Regions from separate parts of the Rattus norvegicus genome. Here region 2 is linked to region 1. The links are chromatin contacts, called in public Hi-C maps. All regions are on one chromosome and are shown on one strand. The core of a region is the stretch at or near the end of the contact, and the rest is flanking DNA. Distances in the headings are between cores, read along the strand shown.

Region 1 (4,968 bases), core at 1,105-3,604:
GCCAAACCACACTATGTGAGAAGCAGATGAAGCCTCTCTCCTTTGCATGCCGACATGTTCTGGCTGGAGCCACAGTCTTCTCACCAGCTCCTCTGCTCTCCAACCCATCTGCCCATGGGGTACACCTGGCTACCAGCTCCTTACTCTTCACACCCCGTCATACCTCTCCTCTCCCTGGGAGTGACAATTTCACTCGGTCCCTGGCAAAATGATACCATTTCCCTTGGAAGACCATTCAGCCCTGGATGGAAAGGTAGAGAAAGCCAGAAAGGGGATTTCCTATGTTGGTCTGTCAGTCCACCATTTCTCATCAATTCCCTACTTTCCCCTCAAAGCACTTGAAAGACTCTGAGCAAATCCTGTTGACTTAGTACTTGGAAAAGTCTGTGAGGAAAAAAATGACCTCCAGTTCACAGACCTTAATTAGAAAGATTTTGTTGGTTTGGGTTTTCAGACACTCTTACTGACCTTGACTCCTGAGTGATAGGATTGCAGAGGCATGCAACCCCAGGCAGAAGGATTGAGTTTTAAAAAATCCTCCCGTTCATTTACTCACTTAACATTCAATAAACACAGAGTACCTGTTCATACCAGGAACTGGGCTGAGACTCTCTAAGTCAGTACTGATGCCATGTGATTGACACCTGGCAATGTCAGGCTATCCTTGAATGAGAAGCTCCAGTCACTATTTCCTGAAACAAGTAACCCTGGTTCATCGAAGTAGAGTGCCTAACAGATACCTGGGAAGCTTCATTGGGGAGAATGAATCAGAAAACAGCAGGTGTTTTTTATGGTAGGCTTATCCTTCCTTCTATAATGGGCATCATGCTACTTGATCTATTTACCAGACAATGTCTACTGAAAAATCAAAAGGGATGAAGTCAGTGAGATGCCTCAGTCATAGAGGCTCTTGCCACCAAGTCTGAGGACCTGGGTTTGATGCCCAAGACTCACATGATAGAATACGGTGGTGACTAATTCCCATAAGTTGTCTTCTGACTTCCATATGTGCACCATGCCCACACATGTGCACACAAAATAAAAGATGGATGGATAGTATATACAAATGCATTTTGTAAACTGATTTAAAATGTACAAATAAATTTAATCTTAGGTTTATAAGGGTTGGAAAATAAAGGTAGTCCCAGTTGACAAAATTGATTAAAAATGGCTTAAATGCTCTGATTTGTTTTAAATCTACATGAGTGTTTTTTTTTTTTTCTGAGTGTATTCTATACATTATGTGCATTTACCTGAAGAGGCAGGAAGAAGGCATTGGGTCCCTCAGAAATGGAATATTAATTGGTTGTTAGCCACCATGTGGGTGCTAAGAACCGAACCTGTGTCCTCTAGCAAAGCAAAGCGAAGTGAAGCAAAGCAACTTGTGTTCTTAAACACTGAATCATCTCTCCAGCCTTTTGAATCTCTCTCTCTCTCTCTCTCTCTCTCTCTCTCTCTCTCTGTGTGTGTGTGTGTGTGTGTGTGTGTGTGTGTATGAGGATGTATGTGTGTTATGGCACAAGCAGAGGCCTGAAGATCTGTCCTCCCTTGTCTTCCTCCTTGTTTGAGGCAGGGTCTCTGCCCTTCCCTGCTTCAAATACCAGGTCAGTAGCCCGTGAGTTCCCAGAGATTCTCTTGTCTCCCAGGTCCATGTAGGGGCACCAGGATCACAGACAGGTGCTCCAGTACCAGATTTACATGGACTCTGGAGGTTTGAACTTGGGTTCTCATACTCGTGTGGCAAGTACTTTACCCAGTGAGTTATGTCCTCAGCCCAGTGCTCTGAATCTTAAAGGGAAAAGCAGCCTTTGTAAGAAACACACTCTTTACAGTTTCGTGTACAATTCTGGTGAAAGAGAAAATATCTTGATTGTAAAAACAGAAGAAGCCCACACGCTGAAAGAGTTAAGCACACCACAGTGAGAAGAAAAAACTTGAAACTAAGATGTTTTGCTTTATCTTAAATTTCATTGATTGATTCATGGAGTCCTTTTAAAAAATAACTATTTGAGATTCCCATTATACACCAAGAAACTTCCAGAAAATGTTACATAAGTTTCAGAATCATCAGTTTAAGAAATTAATATTTATTTTTTGCAGTGTCTTTCAATTGTTAATTATACTGTCTTTATAATTAAAAAAAAACTTTGGTGGTAAGAGCATAAAAAATCTCATAGAACGTGCAGACCCCAAGAATCCAGAGCCCACAATTTGAGAAATATTGATTTTTTTTTTGTCTCACCCTTGCCTTTTATGGGTGAAGGAACAAAGGACTCTCCTAACCACACAGATGGCTCTTAGCACAATCCAGCCAGAAAGCTAGGTCGCCCGGTTTCTAGAACAGTAGTTTTTCCTTCTTTAGACAAGGCCTCCTCTGTCTGCTATCAGCTCACTATCTGTCCCAGACAGACACTGGCTTTGTACTAGTCCAGAGACGGAGAAACAGATGGAGGCAGCAGGTTTGAGGGGAAGTGCCGTGGGTGTGGCTGCCGTCACTGCAGCTGGGCCTGTATTTGAAGGGAAGGGACTCCTATGGTCATATTCTTTTGCGCATCTTTGAAACAAAGAAAAGTTGGGCAAAAAACACAAGCAGCTTTAAGAGGAAGCATTTCTGCCTAACAAGTTCGGGCAGAAAGTCTGAAGAATATGGTCCTGAGCTAAGAGCCAGAGAGGAGCTCCAGAGGTATGAGGTTATAATTCAGGGTGGCCAATTTAATCAGCTCATATCCATTAAACACCCACATACACATGGTGCTTTACAGCTAACCCCTTCCCTCACGCAGAAGCATCCACAGGCCTGTTTTAATCGGGCCACCCTGTTCATGTTGGGAATCTCGCCAGAGTGCTAAAGCAACCGCTCCCCTTCCTAAGAAAATAGGGTAGACTTTCTACTGTGAGTAAGGGGAAAGCCTCTAGCTTTACATCCCACTGAAAGCTGGGGGGACACAGGGAATCTGTTTTCCAAAGTTTGTAAAACCCAGTGATATATTGAACCTTCTTCTTTCAGACTGGCAACATCCCATGCCATCTACATTCCAGACTTTCCCCTGCAGTTTCCTTGGGTGGGGTTCCTCTCTTTTATCTGAGCTGAACTTGAACACTTATAAATATTCCCACAGAGGGACTGAAACATTACGGCCCTTGAGTTACTTATAATTAGCCAATCAATGATTTTGAGCACTTCTGGCCCTTGGATAATGTACTTGTTGCAAGGAAAGAAAGCTTGTTCTTACCACTGGCTGTTGGAACTGCCAAGAGTGTTTTCAGCCCCACTGTTTTAGCAAGCAACTTTTGATTGCCGTCTGATGAGAGGACTGACTGAGGCTGTCGGGCTCACTCTCCCTAACAGCTGTGTTTAGCGAACTTCTGGTAAGAGGGGGTGTCTGAAAGCTGGGGCATCCTTTAACTTACATCCCTGTCTGAGGTGTTGGCAGGTGCTGTGGCTTCTCCAAGGACTCTCCTGTACTTATGCAATGTGTCCCCAACAGAGAGCATTAGATCATTAGGAAAGTCCCGAAAACTGTCCTGGCGCCAGGACATGGTGCTATTCTTCTCTTACCTGATGCTATCCACTGCTAAAGACCCTGTGAAGCTTAATAAAAGACTCCAGAACACAAAGCACAAAGTAGGTGGTCAACCAAATACTGCTGTGCTCTTCATCGTAAGGGGGTAAGAAAGTTTATGACACAAACACAGAGGCAGAATGGTCCTAAGTGTCTCCAAAACTATGGCCAGGGAAAATGGGTGTTACCAAGAGACTTAGGCGAACAACCATATGAGCCATAAAATAATAATACCCTTACAGTTCATAAAGCTCCTTAGGCTTCTCCATTAGCTCTGCGGTGGATATGTATGAAATGAGCAGGTTTCTGTCTCTGTTCAGGAGTAGCCAGGATTCCTCCATATTAAGAACCAGAACCTCGACAATGTGCTGGAAGCATAATTTCTCAACCCCTCCCCCAACGTTAATCTCGTATTTTCAACTTGGTCACTTTCATTTAAGCCAGTGTCAACACTTCAGCAACCCTACCATATTTATAGATTAAGACTCTCCAAGCCAATATAAGGCCCACAATTCTCTTGTGTTTCAGTTACCTAATGCCTTAATGCCTTCAACAAATGTTTACCAAGTGCCAGTTATATATGCCAAGCAAAGACACAAGGAGTAGAAAAATAGTCAGGAACGAGACTTTATAATGGCAGGCACACAAGGAACTGTGAAAGGGTGTCTGTGATGAAGTGGAGGGTATTCTGGACATGTAACTGGGAGTCACATCCAGGGCCCTGCATGAGGTCTGGGAAGGTATCCCCACCAATGCACTATGGAGAGGGAGGGGTAGGGATGGGGGGAGGGAGAGAGAGATCAGCAGAAGATTTGGCGCAATAACCTGAGCTGTCAATGAGAAAACACAATTATTGTTTAATTATTACAGTTTGTTTACTAGACCCAGACCTTCCAAATGTGGGGGTCTGTAGAGAAATGTAATCTACAACGGAAGTCTGGACAACACTGTTCCAGTGTGGCACTGAAGGGTGTGGGAAGGGGGCATTCAGTGTTTCCATCATACATGCACAGATCACAGAACACCCTTGAAGCAGACGGCGTGATTGATGTCCTCCGATTTGCCTCTCAGGCCTCTCCAGACAGAGAAGCATCTTGCAAGTTTGATGCTGGTTAGTGCTCCAAAGTGAAACATTGTTTCAAAGAGGAGGGCGGGGCTAGGGGAGGGAAAAGACCCTTGCATCCTGTTTCTTGAAGTGCTACTTCCTGCCATCAGCCACAGCTCGTCAGGATTTTAAGTGGGGAGTGCTAACTCTTGGTTGCTGAAGCAGCTTCATCTCTACTAACCTTTGCACACTATGACTATGTCAGTTTTTCCAAGCAGGAGAAATGGATGGAAAGCCAGGCCACATCTTAATAAGGCCCTGGTGAGCTAATGGGTGTGATTATTTCATTGTCTCGGATTC
Region 2 (4,968 bases), core at 1,749-4,248, 240 kb before region 1:
CTAAATCCCCAACCCCCAGGTAAAAAAAACTCTTACTGGGAGAAATATAGACACTGATAGACATGTAGCTACTTGGCAGATTAAATCAATAATTAATAATCTTTCAAAATAGAAGGCAAACCAGGTTCATAATGATCCACTGATAAATTTTACCAAATATTTAAGGAAGAAATTACAGTAATCCTTTATAGTAATTTTTAGGAGCTAGGGAGAAAGTGGGAGTAGGTCTTCCTAAATAATTCTATGATGTCAACATCACCTAAAGCCAGACTGCGGTACAGAAAAAGGAGACCGATTATTTCCCACAAACATAGATTCTAAAATATTCAGGGCAATTTTATCAAACCAAATCCCAAAATATATAAAGGTAATTATATATTAAAAGTCAGTGGAGGGCTGGGGATTTAGCTCAGTGGTAGAGCGCTTACCTAGGAAGCGCAAGGCCCTGGGTTCGGTCCCCAGCTCCGAAAAAAAGAACCAAAAAAAAAAAAAAAAGTCAGTGGAATTTCTTTCAGCAATTTGAAGCTATTCAGCTTGTGAAAATGAGCCAAAATGGCACCCATCATTTCAATAAGCTAGGAAAAAATAAAAATCATATGATCATTATCAACAGCCGACAAAGAACAATTGACAAAATTCAGCTCATGGGCAGGGGAATGTATCTTAGTTGGTAGAGTGCTTACCTGGTATTCATAAAGTCTGGGGTGTCCTCTGTAGCACTCATAAAAACAAGCCATGGTAGAACACTTCTGTAATCTGAGCACTTGGGAGGTAGAAGCAGGAGAATCAGAAGTTGACTGTAGCAGGTTTGAAGTCAGACTGGGATATACATGACGCCCTCAACCAACCAACCAAACACTCAACCCACTCACTAGCCAATTAACAAGCAAACAGTCTAACACTTTATTCCTGACCCCTCTCTCCAACATTCTGTAAATTAGGAACACAGGGGTATTTCCTCAGCTTGAAAAGATGTCTACAAAAAAACCACATGGCCAACATCTTACTTACTGATGAGAAGCTCAAAGCTTCCTAACCAAGAGAAGGAACAAAAGAAGCCCAGCCCACTGCTTTTCAACACTACTAGAAGTCATAGGGAATGTGTTAAGACATGAAAAGGAAATAGAACGCACGCAGATTAGGGAGGAAGAAATAAAGTTATTTTTGTTGCAGGTGACATGAGTCATAGAGAAAATCCAATGGAGTTGACTAGAACCCACACATGGTTACAAGGTTACAGGATACAAGGTTAAAACAATACTGTAACCTGCCTCTCTGTATACCAGCAATGAACAAGAGGATTTGAAATCAACCCCATTAGCATTGGTCTGGCATGTGGGGTGCATATGTACACAGTTGGTGTGAGTATATATAGTCACTATTGGGGCCATATAGAATCAGTGTCATCAGACTAACACACACACTCTGGTCATCTCTGCTGTAAGACGTCTGAGCTCTGAAGAAGTATTCTGGTCACAGAGATGATGGTAAAGGTTAGGAGTGGGGTCTCTCTGTGTGTGTGGAGTTAGGTGGAGGAAGAGTCAGGGAAATGAAATAACTGGAGGGGACAGAGAGGAAACACAGCAGTGACTCAGAAGGTCCCATGTTCTTTTCAAGGGTATATCCTCACCTTCCTAACTTCCTTTCACCAGTCTCTACCACTTCCGGTTTTCTTTTTTCCTATTCTAGTCTACTATGTATACTTGAAGCAGGATCTACGCAGCCCCAGCTGGCCTTGAACTCTGATCCTCCTGTCTCAACATTCTGAGTGCTGGAATCACTGGGAAAAGCCACCACATTCTTATGCTGTGCTGATGATCCAACCCAGAGCTTCCTGTCTGACAGGGAAACATTCTCTCAAAAGAGCTACATTCTCGCCCTAGGCCCTACCTCTTAAACATTCTACCACCTCCCAGTAATGCTATGGCCAGGTGCTTTATACTGGTAAATTTTCATTTGGTTCTATGTGCATGGTGCATGGTTGTCCCTCATCCCATTTCAAACCCAAGCATGCTTGTCTCAAAATGTCCTCCAATGCCCTTGTCTCAGGGTGGGCTGCTTAACTCTGTGACAGTGAGGGAAAAGAATGAACAATCAGGCAAACACTGTAAACTCTGTGTCCTTGAAAGCAGCTAGAAGGTAAGTCAGTTCCAACAGAGGGATCTGTTGTTGACTTCATGATATTAAAAATACCTGCAGTGCAAAAGGGGAAGGAGCTCACCCATGGAGAGAGCTTAGCTGAGAACTCTAGCTGACTGCCTCAGCTTCCCAAGTTCCTGTTGGATGCTTGAGTACCGGCTAAGATTTGATGATGCTATCTCTCTGTCTCTGTCTCTCTGTCTCCCTCCCCCTCTTCCTCCTCCTCCTCCCTCTTCTCCTCCTCCTTCTCCTCCTCCCCTTCTTCCTCTTTTACTCTGACTTGTTTCATTCTTTTTTTTTTTTCAGTTTGACAAGTTCTAAATTTTATTATTGGACAAGCACCCTAATCTAGACACAAGTCTCAGGTTAAAAATGTTGAAATCCATCTGGTAGGACTGATTGACAACCACAATGAGTATAAACTCTCAGTCTTTTCATTGTGTGGATCCTTACAGATCCAGCTTCCCTCTTCCCCAGTGTCTCCTCCTAGAGTTGTGCCTGATTTTGTTACCAGTTTTCATCCGAATCCACTGAGGAAGAGAACGATTTTGCTTTTGTTTCTTGGCTAGGAATCGCTTGATTCTGAAGGTCTTGTGAGAAGACACGGCGAGAAGCCGAACCAGGCGTAGTGTGCATGATGTCGGAGGAAAGGAGAAAAGCTGTTTCATTCTTAATAGACACGCTCGTTCACAGCTTGAAGTGTGGCTCTTGTAGGTCATTCTCTGGGCAGTCAAGGACCAAAATCTTCAACATACGCTTCTTAAGGAAACATTAGGTATCTGAACTACAGCACCCTTCAACCCAGCCCTCAGTGCATGTGGCCGAGGCCATGTGAGTGCTCTCAGTGGAGCATCCATTTCATGAAACCTTCCCGTGCAGTCCAGGACTTCTGTGCCAGATGCGTGTCGGTTCAAGCTGAAGATGAAGGAGGCTCCTTTTTTTCTGGATCCTAAACTGCCTCAGCCTCACACCACAGCTTTAAGTGTAAAAGGAAAAGAAATGTCCACTGTGCCGTGGCCCTGAGGCGTGAGGGTCTGATACAGTAGCTAGCCTCACTGGACATCTCCCTCACCTGGGCATTCTTGGGCTTTTCCTTGCCTCTGGGAAGCTCTGTGTTGTACCTTATTACCAAATCAACCTTCTGTCAATGGATGTGATTATGTGGACTTCTTCCCCTGCCCTAACCCTTCCATGGCCTCTGTTTACCTACAGACTCAAAGACATATTTTAGAGAGGCTTGGAGCCCTGGGGCTGCAAGCTTCTCCCTCCTACTCACTCACACATTCTTGCACTCCAGTGTAATCTGACTACTTAGAAGCCTCCACCTCCCTCCCCTCCCCCACCAAAAGCATCCTGCCCCCTCCTGCTGTTTTTTTTTCTCCTTTTCTGCCCTTGTCCTTTAAGGCCCATCTTTGACGGCAAGACTTTTCAGGTTCTCCAGCCCAGCAGGCAGAGTGGATCCTCTCTGCTCAAAACCTTCCATTTAAATGTCATACAGGTCTGTTGGTTGTTTGTCCCTTGGTTGTTGTCCTGCATGTAACATCTATGCTTGTGGAACCTCCCTCCCCTCTCACTGGACTGTTGGCTGAGTTCAAGCCTGGGCCTTAAGTGTTTGCCAGGCAGACTCTAGATATAAAGTGGGTGCTGGCTCCCCTCTTCCACTGCCCAGCAGTCGTCAATCTTTCTTTCTTGAGTGTGAGGCCACGGGGGAATGCAGTGTGTCTACAACCAGTTCATCCATCTCCCTCCCCCAGCACACCCAGAGGGCTAACTGTGTGACCTTTTCCATCTGTGGCGCTCTCTCTCTCTCTCTCTCTCTCTCTCTCTCTCTCTCTCTCTCTCATTTTTCTCTTCCTAGGTAGGGTCTTGGAGCTTGTTCAGAAGTCTGGCCTGGCTGGGGAGAAGGCCACTCAGTTATATTTAGGTTAGTAGACATCAATTTAAGGCCCTTTAAAAATAAAGTCCTGTTTCCACTGGATTCCCAAGCATGTCCCCACCGACTCCTTGCAAGAAGCCCATCTGCCTCCTGCAGGCCCCAGTCTCAATTATAGACCCTTCATGTGGCCCACACATGTGCGAGCATGAGTTAGGATGTTAGCTAACAGTCACCCTGCCCAGTTCACAGAAGGGCTTTTCTCCCCTCCCCGAGTCTTCCTTCACCCGTCTGCTCTCTCCTTTCTGTCCCAGAGCTTGTGACTTCTCCGAGGCCTTTCTCTCTCCAGTAGCCAGAATCTGACCTGGTACCAGAGAAGGCACAGCCTTCTCCAGTTTCTGCTCCCTGTTCTTCCCAGTTCTACACTCTATGGTCAGAAGCCAACAAGAGAAAAAACATGAAGTAGATCACGGGACTTGCGACTAGGCTAGAATGTGACATGGGGCTTTGAGTGCATGCTCTCTGTGGGTGGCCTGTGTGTGCAGGTGTGCACATAGAGACATACTGAGGACGCATGAGAGGAGGCGAGTGTGAATGCCAGGCCGACCCTCCCTGCTCCCTCTGTTAGCCCCACGGCCCTGCTCTTTTCCATCCCCACTGATGAAACAGTTCTTTATGTCTTATTCACATCCTGTCTTGACTACCACAATTGTCTCCTTGCTGGGCCCACATGTCTCTCCTCACCAATGGGATCCAAATGTTGCTGACACAATAATCTCACTGCCTTCATGCTGCAACTGCATTCCTCCACTTTTGCACATTCTTCTCTCTTCCCCTTGCCTAGGGGAATCATGCGGGCCACCATCTCTCAGCCCCCCCCCCTCCCTTTGGCTTTCTGGCTGCCTTTTCTCTCACCCTGTTGCTGCTCTGACATCACAGGGCCTTTCAGTATTCAG

The links. A called contact is a pair of places that touch in the nucleus more often than the background predicts.
Region 2: a Hi-C map of Schwann cells shows a contact between it and region 1, with 2.1 times the contacts expected there. The contact joins the promoter of LOC120103562 here to the enhancer-like site in region 1. A contact is called at or near these places in 1 of 12 Hi-C or Micro-C datasets (Schwann cells) and 1 of 1 datasets of contacts at active chromatin or transcription factors (oligodendrocytes).

What each region holds. Positions count from the first base shown.
Region 1 is chr6:104,288,812-104,293,779 of GRCr8, reverse strand. All of the region lies in intron 8 of Rad51b (RAD51 paralog B), which reads right to left. Among named protein-coding and RNA genes, the nearest start is that of Atp5pdl1, 140 kb to the left of the region's middle. Within about 2 kb of position 2,354, at least 15 of the 93 cell types and tissues checked have an H3K27ac peak or open chromatin away from gene starts, as enhancers often do. A contact at or near this core is called in Schwann cells, where this site is marked.
Region 2 is chr6:104,532,950-104,537,917 of GRCr8, reverse strand. It overlaps LOC120103562 (60S ribosomal protein L39-like), which reads right to left and starts at 2,998. Exons shown (of 1, transcript XM_063262771.1): 1 at 2,384-2,998. The coding sequence starts at 2,858. The coding sequence ends at 2,589. It also overlaps the pseudogene LOC134479409.